Regions from separate parts of the Pan troglodytes genome. Here region 1 is linked to region 2. A link is a contact called in public HiChIP or PLAC-seq data. All regions are on one chromosome and are shown on one strand. The core of a region is the stretch at or near the end of the contact, and the rest is flanking DNA. Distances in the headings are between cores, read along the strand shown.

Region 1 (6,352 bases), core at 3,222-5,721, 260 kb before region 2:
GATGAACTTACCTGCTTGCTTGGTGAATTTAAAACATTATTTAAGTTCCGTAGGAAAATAGAAAATTTATTACATCTCTCATTTGGCCCAGTTAGTCACTGAAATTTGTTGGTTATGTTTAGCAGCCCTTGCATGGAAGGCAGGAAAGTGGGCACTTGATCCAGTATAAGGTTTAGTGAGCACTGTATGTCTGTATGTGTGTGTTCATACTTACATGTTTTTAGAAACTGATACTTAACAGTGCATTTTTTGGGAAGTGAGAGGAGCACTAATTTATATAAGAGCAATTTAAACATGAACTGGGAGTTATGATTATTTTAGTTCCCTTTCCGAAAGCACTCTGAATCTTTTCCTTGCTTGTTCTTTGAAAATATTTGAATTGCAAAATAATGTTGCAAGCTTTTGGAACTACTGTGAATGAGAATTGCTCTACTTTGCAAAAATTTCAAGGTGAATTCTTAACACCTGTATACTCACTCTTTGTGGCAAAATTGGTCAGTAGGAGAAATTAACTAAAAGATTAAACAAAAACAAGGAAACCCAGTTGCTGTTTTTCCCTCTGCCTCCCCCATCTTTTAAGAAAAAAATTCTTTCAAAGGAATTTGGGTCAAGAAAAAGGTTGTTTTCAATTTTTTTTCCCATTGCTGCAACAGTTAACCTTTAGTAAGTATAACTGCTAAATATTTAAGAAAATCAAATCGATGGTGAAAATTATTTAATCATTAATATCTCAGTGGGGTTTTAAACTTAACAGTCTTCCCTGTATGGACAAGGTCTAGAAATAACACAAATAAAAGTATTATGCCACACTACATTTACTTTATGGGTTTAGGGTGCATGCATAAAGGGATCATATTTCCCCATATAGTTAAAACACAAGAACTGCAGCAGTAGTCATTTCTGAACATTTCTCAATTTAATTATACTTAAATCCAGAAGCACTTTAGGCAAGTTACAAATGAGAGCATTGAGTATAATAAAACCTGTAATAAAGCAACTTAGTACCATCCACCCGGAATCATTGCGATCAGGCACAATTAACAGGAGCATAAATCCAAGACAGAATGGAAAATGTTCGAATCAGTATTATTGTTGGACAAAGACTAGAGAAGGAAGTAATAGTTTTTTAAATGGTAATGCCTGTGTTTGGTAATGATTGCAAAATCTTCTATCTCAGCAGCCCTGGTGCTAATTTGTAAACACAGCCAGACATTATATTGCCTGTCAGTTTCTGCATTAGATAACATGATTTCATTTTACTTTCTAATCACGTTTTGACTCTAGTGCGCACACGTATACCCATCCATCTGTAAAAAAAAAAAAAAGAAAAGAAAAAGAAAAACACCCCACACTAACAACAAACCTGCTGTTGGACAACAGGAAAGCAAGCTCAAAGGTTTTTTGGTTTTGGTCATTTTCATATTCCTATCATACCCAGGCTTAGGCAGTAGTCTTTCTAAAAATTTATGTGGAGTTTTCCATAAAGGTGTGTGTGTTTGCTCTTTATTATACTACCTAAACCTTTTCTTTTCCAACACTCTCCTGTTACTCCCACCCCTGTCATTTCTATTGTGTTTCCCTGGCTTTCGCTGCCTGAACACTGGAATTGCTAAAGTCAGAAGCCGCTGAGGCGCCAATCTAAAGCTAGGTACATTTCTAAACGTTGAACTGAGAATGATTAGGTGCTCCAACACTTGATTTAATTTCCAAAGAAAGTTTTATTCCCCATCTCCACCCCTTTTAAACATGGATTATTTGCTGGAGGAGGAGAAATTGGCCATGGGTGTGCAGTGAAACCTCTTGAGTTGCAAAGCCCCAAATTCCAATAAGCCAAGATGAGATGTTTATATATAAATGTCATTATATGGGAGGGGGAATTTTGATTCTACACCTTCCCCTCCTCCCATCTTGCAGGGAATATTCATTTCCTTTTGTTTTGATGATACACTTACATCCATGTGTATCCTTTTGTTGCAGCATGTAGAAGACCCGGGTATTAACATCCCAGATCAAACTGTAATTAAGAAAGGTAAGCCATTTCCTTCTGCATTCCAAGCATGTCCTTACAGGCAGAGTGCTATTTAAAAGAACTTGCAGAGATGTGTTTATTTTTTCCAAATAGGATTTCCTAAAGGCTCAGAATTAGCAAATAGATAGGCACAGAACAGCAATGCTTAAATAATCAGCCTTCAGTATGTTGGTAATGCCAACAGGCTAGCTTTGTTCTGACTCATGATTTGACCATTTAATTTAGTTTAATGATATTTGGACAAACACACAAAATGTACAGTAGTTGAACTGATTTGGAAGTGGCATTTCAATTTTGAAACAGTTTGATAGTTTAATCCATTGCCTGGATGAGGGTTAAGAAGTGTATAATGCTAAAATAGTACAAATAATTTAACATTAATGTAAGAACAGATGATAAAAAGCACTCTTTAGTAGAGGAAAAAAACATTCACGTTCTTCAATTTAGTTTCTTGTTAGCTGTTTAAGGGTCTTAGAACTTTGTGAATTAGGTTAACAAAATTTTAGCTTTTGGTTAAAATTAGTATCTTGAAGATGGGAGGAATATTAGCATACTTGTTCAGAGATTGTTAGAAAAGTGTCAAGTGATTTGCATGGATTTGTAATCTGTATTGTGTTTAGTGAGTAGAAATAAAGTTTACTGAATTAAATGCTATTCACTCTTGGTAGCAGCTTTTTTTTTGGTTATGGTGGCAATGTTACATTTCAGGATTCTAGGCACCACCAGAGGACGATGCTATATAAAACTGTTCTCATTTCTAACCCCAATCAGTATATTGTTAGCTAGTTTAAAGTTTCATTTTTGCATCTGTGAAGTCTTTGTCACGTCAAATTAGATGTGCAAGGGATAAATCTTAAGAGATGCTCTTTCCAAGTCGACATGATAATTGGCTCTTTTATTAGTAATCTCTCAAGAGTTCGTTTAACTCCTATTGTCTCTATTAGCCTCCCCAGAGCTATTAATGTCACAAGTGATCTATCCAAAACCTAGAGCCCCCCACCTCCCTATACCTCTAGCATATCCCCATTAAAGAACGCATAAGGAACACTGTGATGAGATTGTGTGCATATGATGTCTCCAAATGGAATTTTAAAATACAATGCATACTGTACTTAAAATGGTTGTGAATGCATCTGAATTACACTGGTGCTGAGAAACGTAATGCATTAGTATACTTTCTGCAGGTCTTCTATTTTTTTTTCTAACAATGGTGAGTCCAGCAATAAAGAGCTTATGGTTTTAACTAGGAAGTATATATACCCACTTTCCCAATAAAGGCGCTTTAGCAGAGAAGGACTGTTAAGTATTTACTTAACAAAAGGGCACATTGCTAGTATTCCACTGTAGGCCTGTTCTTCCCTCCCCACTCCGCAGTTCAAAACTGGCCTTGGAATGGATCTCCAAAACTGAGATGTTTTCAAAATTGAACATAGGAAAGGGCCTATTTATCAAAAAGACGGGACGTGTGGTGTGGACAACAAAATCCACCACTTCCCAGCGTGGTGCCTCAATTAAAACGCTCGTTTACAGGGTGCTTTAGCCATCTAAATTGTCGGCTGATTTTAATAATGGGTCTTTGAAGCAGTTTTTCCCCGACACTAAAACCCCACCCAGCAAAACCCCTGAAGTACAAGTAACTTGCTCTCGGTTTGCAAATGTAATTCCCTCCCCTGCACCCTGAACCCGTGGTCCTGGACCTCATCTGGGGCCCACTCCGCTCGGATGCTCAACGCCTCAGGGGTCACCAATTTCACCACCCATCTCTAGAGAGCACCCTTGACGGCGAAGGGGAAAGGGTCAAGGCAGAAACGCAGGCCAGGCTGGCTGGGGGAGGGCAGGGCCGCCTCCCGGCCGCCGGGTGAGGTAGGGAAGGGCTCGAGCCCGAGGAAGGGAAGTAGCGGAGCCACAGAATTTCAGAGCCGGACGGAAAAGCGGGGACTGTGGCCCAAAGCCTGGGATCCGGCCCTGGCCGGGATGAGGGCCGGGGTCGGGCAGGATTTGGGGGTGATCCACGACGCCCAACACGCGGCCTCCCCTCTGTCTCCGCAGGCCCCGTGTCCCTGTCCAAGTCCAACAGCAATGCCGTCTCCGCCATCCCTATTAACAAGGACAACCTCTTCGGCGGCGTGGTGAACCCCAACGAAGTCTTCTGTTCAGTTCCGGGTCGCCTCTCGCTCCTCAGCTCCACCTCGAAGTACAAGGTCACGGTGGCGGAAGTGCAGCGGCGGCTCTCACCACCCGAGTGTCTCAACGCGTCGCTGCTGGGCGGAGTGCTCCGGAGGTGAGGCCCGGCACGGCCCCGCCCGCCCCGCCCCGCGGCCGGGGGAACCACTGCGCTTGCGCCGGGGCGGTGGCGGCGACGCAAACCGGCCTCGCGCCGCGGCCCTCCCTACGCGGGAAAGGAAAGGGGGCGGGGAGAAGAGCGTAGAGCCAAGTGGGCGGGATCTGGGGGCGGGGGAGCGGGCGATGCGGCGCGCGCCTGCGCTCTCCGCTGCCTTCCCGCGAGCGAGTTCTGGTGCGCGCCTCGTTGGCTGCCGCGCGCTCGCGGAGTCCTCCGCTCCGCCCTCCTCCTTGCGCAAGCGCAGCTCGCTCCGCCGCGGGCTCAATCCCGGCCACTGCAGCCGCGGGGCGCCGTACAGCCACCTTTTCCCTCTTCGCGCACACCTTGCAAGCCCAGGAAAAGTTCCTCTCAGGCTCCTCGCTTTGCCTTACCTCTCTGAGTAGGGTCTCCGAGGGTAACCGGTCGTGCCTTGTATAGGGTTTTAATAGAATGGCTTTTAACTAAAGGAAGAGAATGGTTGTCCTCTTGAGTCCGCACGCCATGCCTTCCGGTCGCTGTCACCTCCAGACCCCCATACTATAGGCGTTTGCATATGATGATGATTCCCAATTTACTGAGGCCCTGATGTGTGCCAGGCTGCGTGCGAGCATGTTTACGTGCATTGTGTGTAGTCACTACCAAGGAATGCATCTGTTACATACATAGCCAGGGATTCTTACCTCACCCCTGCGAGGTCTGAGTGATTCGTTTAGTAGATAAGATTTTATAAGGGTCAGCAAGGTAAAGCACCTTCCCTTAGGGCAGTTTTCTCCCTGCTGTGGGCTTCCTACCCCTAGGATTCCACTGCACGTTGTGAGTTGTGGGGCTTGTGTGGAACTTACCCGGATAATATGTTTCTTCTCTTCTTTAATAATACTGAGAACTTCATTGTTTTGACTGTTATTCATTTACCTATGTGTTGATAGACCCACAGTTCCTTTCTAGTGGCTATATCCCACACAAAGCCTATAAAGATCATTTTTTGGAAGGGTTTAACATCAGCCATTCTAGTCTTTTCTTCCTCCTGCACAGTCATTTTGCTTTCCCTTTGTAATCTTTCACTGACACAGATCTTTTCCTTGCCCTCTGCTTTTTCCTTCCCTTCCCCCATCCCCAATATTGGAGACTGTTTACCTAGGGGAGTATAATCTAATCCACACAATTAAAGAGCACTTGAGTAGGGAATAAAATCTGAAATTAATTAATTTGCTGTTTTATTTAAACAATTTATCTTAACCACTTTCTGATTATGGGATTCTATTTAGACATCTGTTTAGAACTGCCTCCATTGTCTCTGAAATCAGTGAAACTTTTAAGGGCTGATATCAGCTTTTGACATTTCCAGTTAGGCTGGTGACATGGCACGTAAACAGTTGGCGAAACGAATTTCCCTTTGGGGCTAGAGCCAGAGCAAGAAACGTGAGAGTGATGATAACTTTGGTTACTCGGAACAACCTAACAGCATATCTTGCAAAGACAGTTTTAAAGACCCCATTGGGATTGGTGTGATTGTAACAGCAGGGAAAATATACAGGAATCAGTTGAACTCAATACCTCAAACCCTAGAGATGGGGCTGTGTTTGTTTGTGGTTCTTCTTTAGAGAGTTGGGAAATCAAAACCTTCCAACCTGCCACAAGAGTTGCAATAATAACTGAACATAGGGGGTGCTTTACAGTTTAACAGGCGTTTATCTCCTATGAACTTCTGTACTATTCCTAGGTTTCCCTCCTTTAAATGTCTTGGGGCCAAGCTTCACAGTTTTTGAAAGCACATTTTAGGAAGCTTTCAAAATGATTTTAATGTGGCGCAGAGCAACCCAATGTTTTCTAAATCCCTTTCTCGCATGTATTTGTGAAACAGGGCGAAGTCTAAAAATGGAGGAAGATCTTTAAGAGAAAAACTGGACAAAATAGGATTAAATCTGCCTGCAGGGAGACGTAAAGCTGCCAACGTTACCCTGCTCACATCACTAGTAGAGGGTAAGCGAATCCACTTGCTAACT
Region 2 (6,335 bases), core at 3,025-5,524:
TATAATGCAGAGAGTTCACTATCATGGTATGATGGAGCCTGTGGGCAGAAGGCCAGCTAGTCTTCCACAAGAGAGATAATTAAGAGACAATGGTACAGAAATGCATGTTGTAGCGTGCACGAATGCTCCTGTGTGTTGACCTTACAGCTCCAAGCAACTCAGAGAATGGCTTGTTTTTCAAAATTACAATTCCTCCCAGATTCTAGAGGGAGGGGTGGATACAATTATTCAGGTTTATGCAATTTCAAAAATGTAAAATACCTAGTTTGGGGAACACTGCTCTCTCCTTGGAGACCTGCTGGGATACTAAAATTTCAGGTGCTTCAAAAATGCAGGACACAGAGAGGAATTTGAAATGCATCCAGAAGGAAGCAATTTATATTTTTCTGCAACACTTTTATAACAGAAAGGCAAAGAGTGTGTGGAGAGAAAGGAAATGGGAGATCCCCTGACTGGAAGCTGTACAGTTCACCTAGAAGACAGGCTGGGCTTGCTCTTTCAGTGAGAAGGAACCTCTTTGCAGTAACCATCTCAGCCATTAAAAACCTTTTATCCAAAGGTAAGGAAGAATTGAGGAGTATAAGGTGAGGTTGGCAACGTTTGAAATATTTGAAGTATCCTGCTGTCGAAAGTCGAGAAGCGGGGACTTATTCAAGAAATTTACAGCAATGTAACAACTGTGGGAATCTCCTTGGTCATAAAAACTTGGATGAGGTAAGGTTAGGAAGTTTTGAAAGACACCCCAAACTCAGTGAACCAAATAATAATGCCTTGTTAAAAATAACTGTGAGAACCCACACTTTTCTCCCAAGAGCATCATCAACCATCTGGAGCATTGAGTTGAGTGCAGTCTGTGTGTACACATGTGTGTGTCTAAGCAATAACTAAACCAGTCTTTTTTCTGTGCAGATTATTCTAGGATCAGTTAAATGGAAATAAATAACATTACATGTGTAGAACCTCCCCGTGTGTGCTTCTCTCTCAAAATATTGATTTTCTTTTATTCCATTCGAAAGGAAGACCCACGAGGAATAGGAAGAGGAGGGCACTGTTTCTTTATGAATACTAATAAGGAAATCAAGAGAGACAGTGGCACTTCAAGTTTCATCTCTCCATTTCCTAGAGGCGCAAACCCTGCCAGTTGTCACCTTGGTGTATTCAGTGCCTTTTGAAGCACTAGACTCCTCCAGAGAGAATGTCAGCCCCAGCCCTGGGCAGTTTTGACAAACAGAGTATATATTGATACATGATAAAGTATGCTAGAAATCACCCCAGCGCTAAAGGCTACTATAGTTTTAATATCATCATTTGAATTAACAAGCATTCTGTGGAGAAATAATGAGCTTTCATTATTCAGAACATCATCCTTACCCGGGGAACTCAGAAACCATTAGCTCTTGAGAACTTAATGAAAAGATGATAAAGAATGTTTTAGATAAAAGTTTGAACGGGCACACTTGATAACTGAGGTAAAATATTAATGTTTGCCTGGATGATGGATCAGGGTTGTTGAGCCTGGCTCGTCAAAGTGACGGTTACCAAGTGTGTGGTCAGCTCATGCGTGTGCCGGAGCCAGACTGGCCCAGTGGACGATGCGAGCTGTCAGTCTCTGTCGACTGTGCTTCTGAGAAGGCTGCCGAGCTCCTAGCACGGCGAGGGCCCTTTTAGACTTACAGACAAGAAGGAGTGGAGGTAGACAGGAAAAAGAGGGAATGCGGAAAGATAAAGTGTGATCAACAGGTATTGATGTACATGTTCAGAACTGGCACCTCAAATCACTGTTTCATAGTCTCTCATGTAAAACATAAAAACAAACGCTTGAATTTATCTGGTAAAATTTGTTTTTCTTGTCTTAGCCTGGCCAGTGGACTCGGAAATTTTCAGTTAGCATTCTGGTTTTTAATTTTATGTGATAAAATTGCATAGTGGCGGGAAAGGAAACAAAAAGGAAATACAAGTAAAAAGATGACATCTTTAAGGCTTGGGTGCCAACATCAACCACTTGTAGACTAATAGATGAAACTTGAGCACATGCAGACATAGAATAAAAGTCATGCTCATCGTAAACATTTGAAAAATACAGACAGTAGAAGACAGCAAAATATCACTCTCAGTCCCACTATACAAAGAGAATCTCTGCTAGCCCTTTGGTATATTTACTTCCAGCCCTTTTGCAGTGTGTATGTTACTTATGTGGCAATGATCACATGGCATATGCAGAATTATAGGTGTTGTCATTTTTAGAGCATTTTCATGATTATAAAAGTAATACACGATGATTGCCTAAGATTGGAAGATACTGGAGATAAACTTGGATGTCCATGAGAGTCGCCCTAGAGAGCTTATTAAAAAGCAGTCTCCTGGACCCCACCTCAGACCGACTGCATTAAATCCAGCAGAGGGGCAGTCTCTGGGGTCAGACTGTCTGGGTTAGAATCTTGATTCCATCACTTAACAGTATGTGTCCTTGAGCAAATTAATTCACCTCTTTATGCTGCAGTTCTCTCAGGTGTAAATTAAGGATAAAAAGAGTACACACCTCAGGGCTGTTATAAGGATTAAATGGCATACTGCTCATACAGCACATAGAATATTGGTTGGCACATAGTGTGGAATCAAATGTTAGTGATGATGATGATTAATATTATTATTGTAACTCTTATCCTCAGTTACAACAAGCTCCCCAGATGCTTCTAATGGACCATGAGTATTATGGCGTGTCCTTTGCCTCTTTTCCTATACATTTAAGAATATGATTAGGTTGGTAGTGGTATGAAGATGATGGACTGGTGCTCCATGTCTTTCCCAACATTTGTCTGGTATGCATTCCTGTACATTTCCCAGAATTCCTTTTGTCTGAGGTTCTGAGTATAATTTAGGTTCCAAAAAGTAGATGAATTAGATGCAGTCATGAATGATTTGGAAGGTGGAAGGGAGGCAGAGACTGTAGCTGCTTGATTTTCTTAGTAAGCAGAAACAGGTAGGAACTTGGTTTTTCTGCTATGACACCAGTGGACGTCTCAACAGCCGTTGAACTGTGGAGTTGGAGTGTGGAGAGGGGACCTGTTTTGCTGGTATAGATTATAGCAGCCTTCTTGATTGGGATGATGTTGGTAAGGTTCAGGAGGTGGCAGCTTTCCTATTTGGCAGGCAGCTTCCAAATGACAAAAGAAGCTCCGTGGGTGGCTGAATTTTGTGACTTTGGGAGCCATTCTTGAAATCTAACCTAGAGGCTCTTTCCTCAGCCTTCCTAACAATCCAATAACCCATTTCAAACTTGTAATAAACTAGCTTCAGCTAAACTAGCTAGAGTGGATTTTGTTCTTTGCAACATAAATCTGACAAATATCATTGCATATAATGTTTTAAAAACATATTTAGACAGAAATATTCTCCAGTCTTGGAAGATGATAAGAGGTGGGGATTTGTGTCAAATGAAATATATCATAGGGCAGTTTATTGATCTTTGCTAATTATTTAAAACCATACTTAGATTTCTCAACGTACATTTCAAAGACGCAGAAAAAAAATCAATAACCAAGAAGCTTGACAATGAAAATGGCCTTTATGTTGGTTTCAGCAGTTCTGCTATTGTGGAGGGCAAAAAGAGCACTTTTTGTATCAGCCCTGTGAAAAGTCTGGCCATTGTTAGTAAATGCTGGCACAGAACAGCATTATTTGTTGTTTTAAATGTTCATCGAAGAAGTCAAGTATTTAGAACAGTAAGTTAAGGATGTGATCCAAGAAGCATTTCTGATGCTGGAAAATTAACAGCATCAGAAGCAGAAAAAGAACATTTGGGCAAGGGACTGTAGAGAAAAGCTCTGTTCTCGCTGCCCAATCGATTTGAAAACAACATCCTCGAATAATGATTTTTCTTGCATCTTTGAAATGTATATTGAAAAAGCCAAGTTATGCTTTTGTTTAATTAGTAAAGACCAATAAACTGCTCTATGATAGAAGATTCTTTCTGTTGCTTTCCTCCCATCAAATAACACTTGGCTGGGTATAAATTCAAGGGTTTTGTTTATTTTTTTCTGTCTCAAAATTCTGTAAGCAATGTTCCACTGTGTTCTGGCATTTAGGGCTGAAGGCAATAAATCCAAAAACAAGCTTACTTTTATTCCATTGCAGAAGATAGTTCTGCCTTACATCCATTTAGAAAATGTAACTGAAAAACAAAACAAAACAAAACAAAACTGGTGCAGGCATTTGAGAAGACCTACTGAGATGCATTGCATCCTGGGAGGTGTAGTCCTTGCAAAGTACAGTGCTTCCTGGGAAATGGAGTTTTTCATGTGCTCATAGTCTCAGAATGGGCTGTACTTTGGTGGAGGCTGGTGGGTGGCAGGGGCGAGTGGGAGGAGATGGGGGATGGAGGGGAGAATAAGATTCTATTTCTTACTGAAAAGATTTGTCTTTTTATGACAATGAAAAAAACCCAGAAAAATACCAACAGAAGGCTTATAAGAAAAATATTGCACAATTAGGGGAAAAGATCATTATCTTGAAGTCTCAGAGACAGATTATTACCTATTTCAGGCAACAGAAGAAAATTAGAAAATGTTTGGCATTCTCAATTGATACTGTGGCTGGACCTTGGTTCTCAGGTAAGATTAGACAAAGGAGAGGTGATTTATCTCCCCACTACCTTTGCGGGGGTGGGTGGGGCAGTGCTACACCTGATATGAAACAAAGGCAAGTTAGTGGTTGTTTATTCTCAAAAGGATTCCACTATTCTTATAATGAGGCATTTTCTTCCAGCTTTTAGGAATCTGTTGTCCATTGAACTTAGATTTCAATATTGTTATGGGCTGAATTGTGTCCCCCCAAAATTCATATGTTGAAGTCCTAACTCCCAGAACCTCAGAGTGTGACTGTGTGGATGCTCCCCAACTTATGATAGGGTTATGTCCTAACAAACCCATCGTAAGTTGAAAATATCATTAAATCAAAAATGCATTTAATACTTCTAATGCACCTAACTTACTGAACATCATAACTTAGCCTAGCTTACTTTAAACGTGCTCAGAATACTTATGGTAGCCTACAGTTGGACAAAAACATCCAATCATCCAGTCTATTTTATAATAAAGTGTTGACTCTCTCAAGTGATTTATTGAATACTGTACTAAAAGTGAAAAACCTTTCACTTTTTTTGGTTGTATGGGTACCCAAAGTACAGTTTCTACTGAATGGGTATTGCTTTTGCACCACAGTAAAATTTTAAGTTTTGACTATTGTAAATTGGGGACTGTTTGTATTTGGAGATAGATAGGACTTTTAAGAGGTAATTAAGGTTCAGTGAGGTCATATGGGTGGGCCTTAATCCAATCCGACTGGTGTTCTTATAAGAAGAGGAGATTAAGACACAGATGCGCACAGAGGAAAAACTGTGTGTGGACACAGCGAGAAGCTGGACATCTATAAGCCAAGGGGAGAGGCCTTATAGGAAGCCAACCCTGCCAGCACCTTGATCTCGAACTTTCAGCCTCTGGATTTATGAGAAAATAAATTTCTGCTGTTGAAGCCACCTGATCTATGGTATTTTGTTATGACAACCCTAGTAAACTAATGCAAACACTATTTCAAATATTGTCTTTTTATTTGCCTTCACATCTTTATGTTAATGGGAAACTGGGAAAGGCCTTGTTAGGGGTTGTGAGGCAGATGCCATTTTTATTTTTAAATTATGAAGTATTTTTAAAAAAACAAAAACTATGAAGAATATATTTAATAAACACCAAAGAACTAGCCACCCAGCTTAAAAAAACAAAAAACAAAAAACATTATAGGTACAGTTAAAGCCCCCACACTCTTACCCTGTTCCCCTCCCTCCCAAGCTGAGATCATTAGTTTCCTGAATTTAATGTCTATCATTCTCATACATATCATTATATTTTTATAGTATATGTTTGCATTAATAATCAATTCATGGTGCTCTTTTGCATATATTTAAAACTTCATAAAAGTATTATTAAACTGTATTTGTCCTTCCAACTTGCTTTTTTCTTTTAGTGCTATGTTCTGGGGATTTATTCATGCTGATAAAAATATAGATAGATATAGATAGCTGGTTTGCATGTTTTAACTGTTTTTATTTATGAATACATCACAGTTTGCTTACACATTTTATTCTTGAAGGAGCATGTGTAACATTTTCAGTTTTGTATTATTTAGAAATAAATAATGCTGTGAACATTCTTAAAGAGATCTTCTTGGGCATGTGGACAGGAGTTTCTTCAGGTTTGGAGTTGCTGAGTCATAGGCTGTGAGTAGTTTCAAATCTGATATATATATAATATATATTCCCAAATTTTCTCCAAATCGATTGT

What was found. HiChIP or PLAC-seq counts read pairs in DNA pulled down with a chosen protein or histone mark.
Region 1: a contact with region 2 is called in an H3K4me3 HiChIP or PLAC-seq map of stem cell-derived excitatory neurons, with 4 times the contacts expected there. The contact joins two enhancer-like sites. A contact is called at or near these places in 1 of 7 Hi-C or Micro-C datasets (stem cell-derived neural progenitor cells) and 1 of 1 datasets of contacts at active chromatin or transcription factors (stem cell-derived excitatory neurons).

The regions. Positions count from the first base shown.
Region 1 is chr5:16,354,055-16,360,406 of NHGRI_mPanTro3-v2.0_pri, reverse strand. TFAP2A (transcription factor AP-2 alpha) reads left to right here. Exons shown (of 7, transcript XM_001166719.7): 3 at 1,978-2,029; 4 at 4,079-4,310; 5 at 6,211-6,329. Among named protein-coding and RNA genes, the nearest start is that of TFAP2A, 9.6 kb to the left of the region's middle. Within about 2 kb of position 4,471, at least 19 of the 24 cell types and tissues checked have an H3K27ac peak or open chromatin away from gene starts, as enhancers often do. A contact at or near this core is called in stem cell-derived excitatory neurons, where this site is marked.
Region 2 is chr5:16,096,675-16,103,009 of NHGRI_mPanTro3-v2.0_pri, reverse strand. No RefSeq gene overlaps it. Among named protein-coding and RNA genes, the nearest start is that of TFAP2A, 270 kb to the left of the region's middle. Within about 2 kb of position 4,274, at least 5 of the 24 cell types and tissues checked have an H3K27ac peak or open chromatin away from gene starts, as enhancers often do. A contact at or near this core is called in stem cell-derived excitatory neurons, where this site is marked.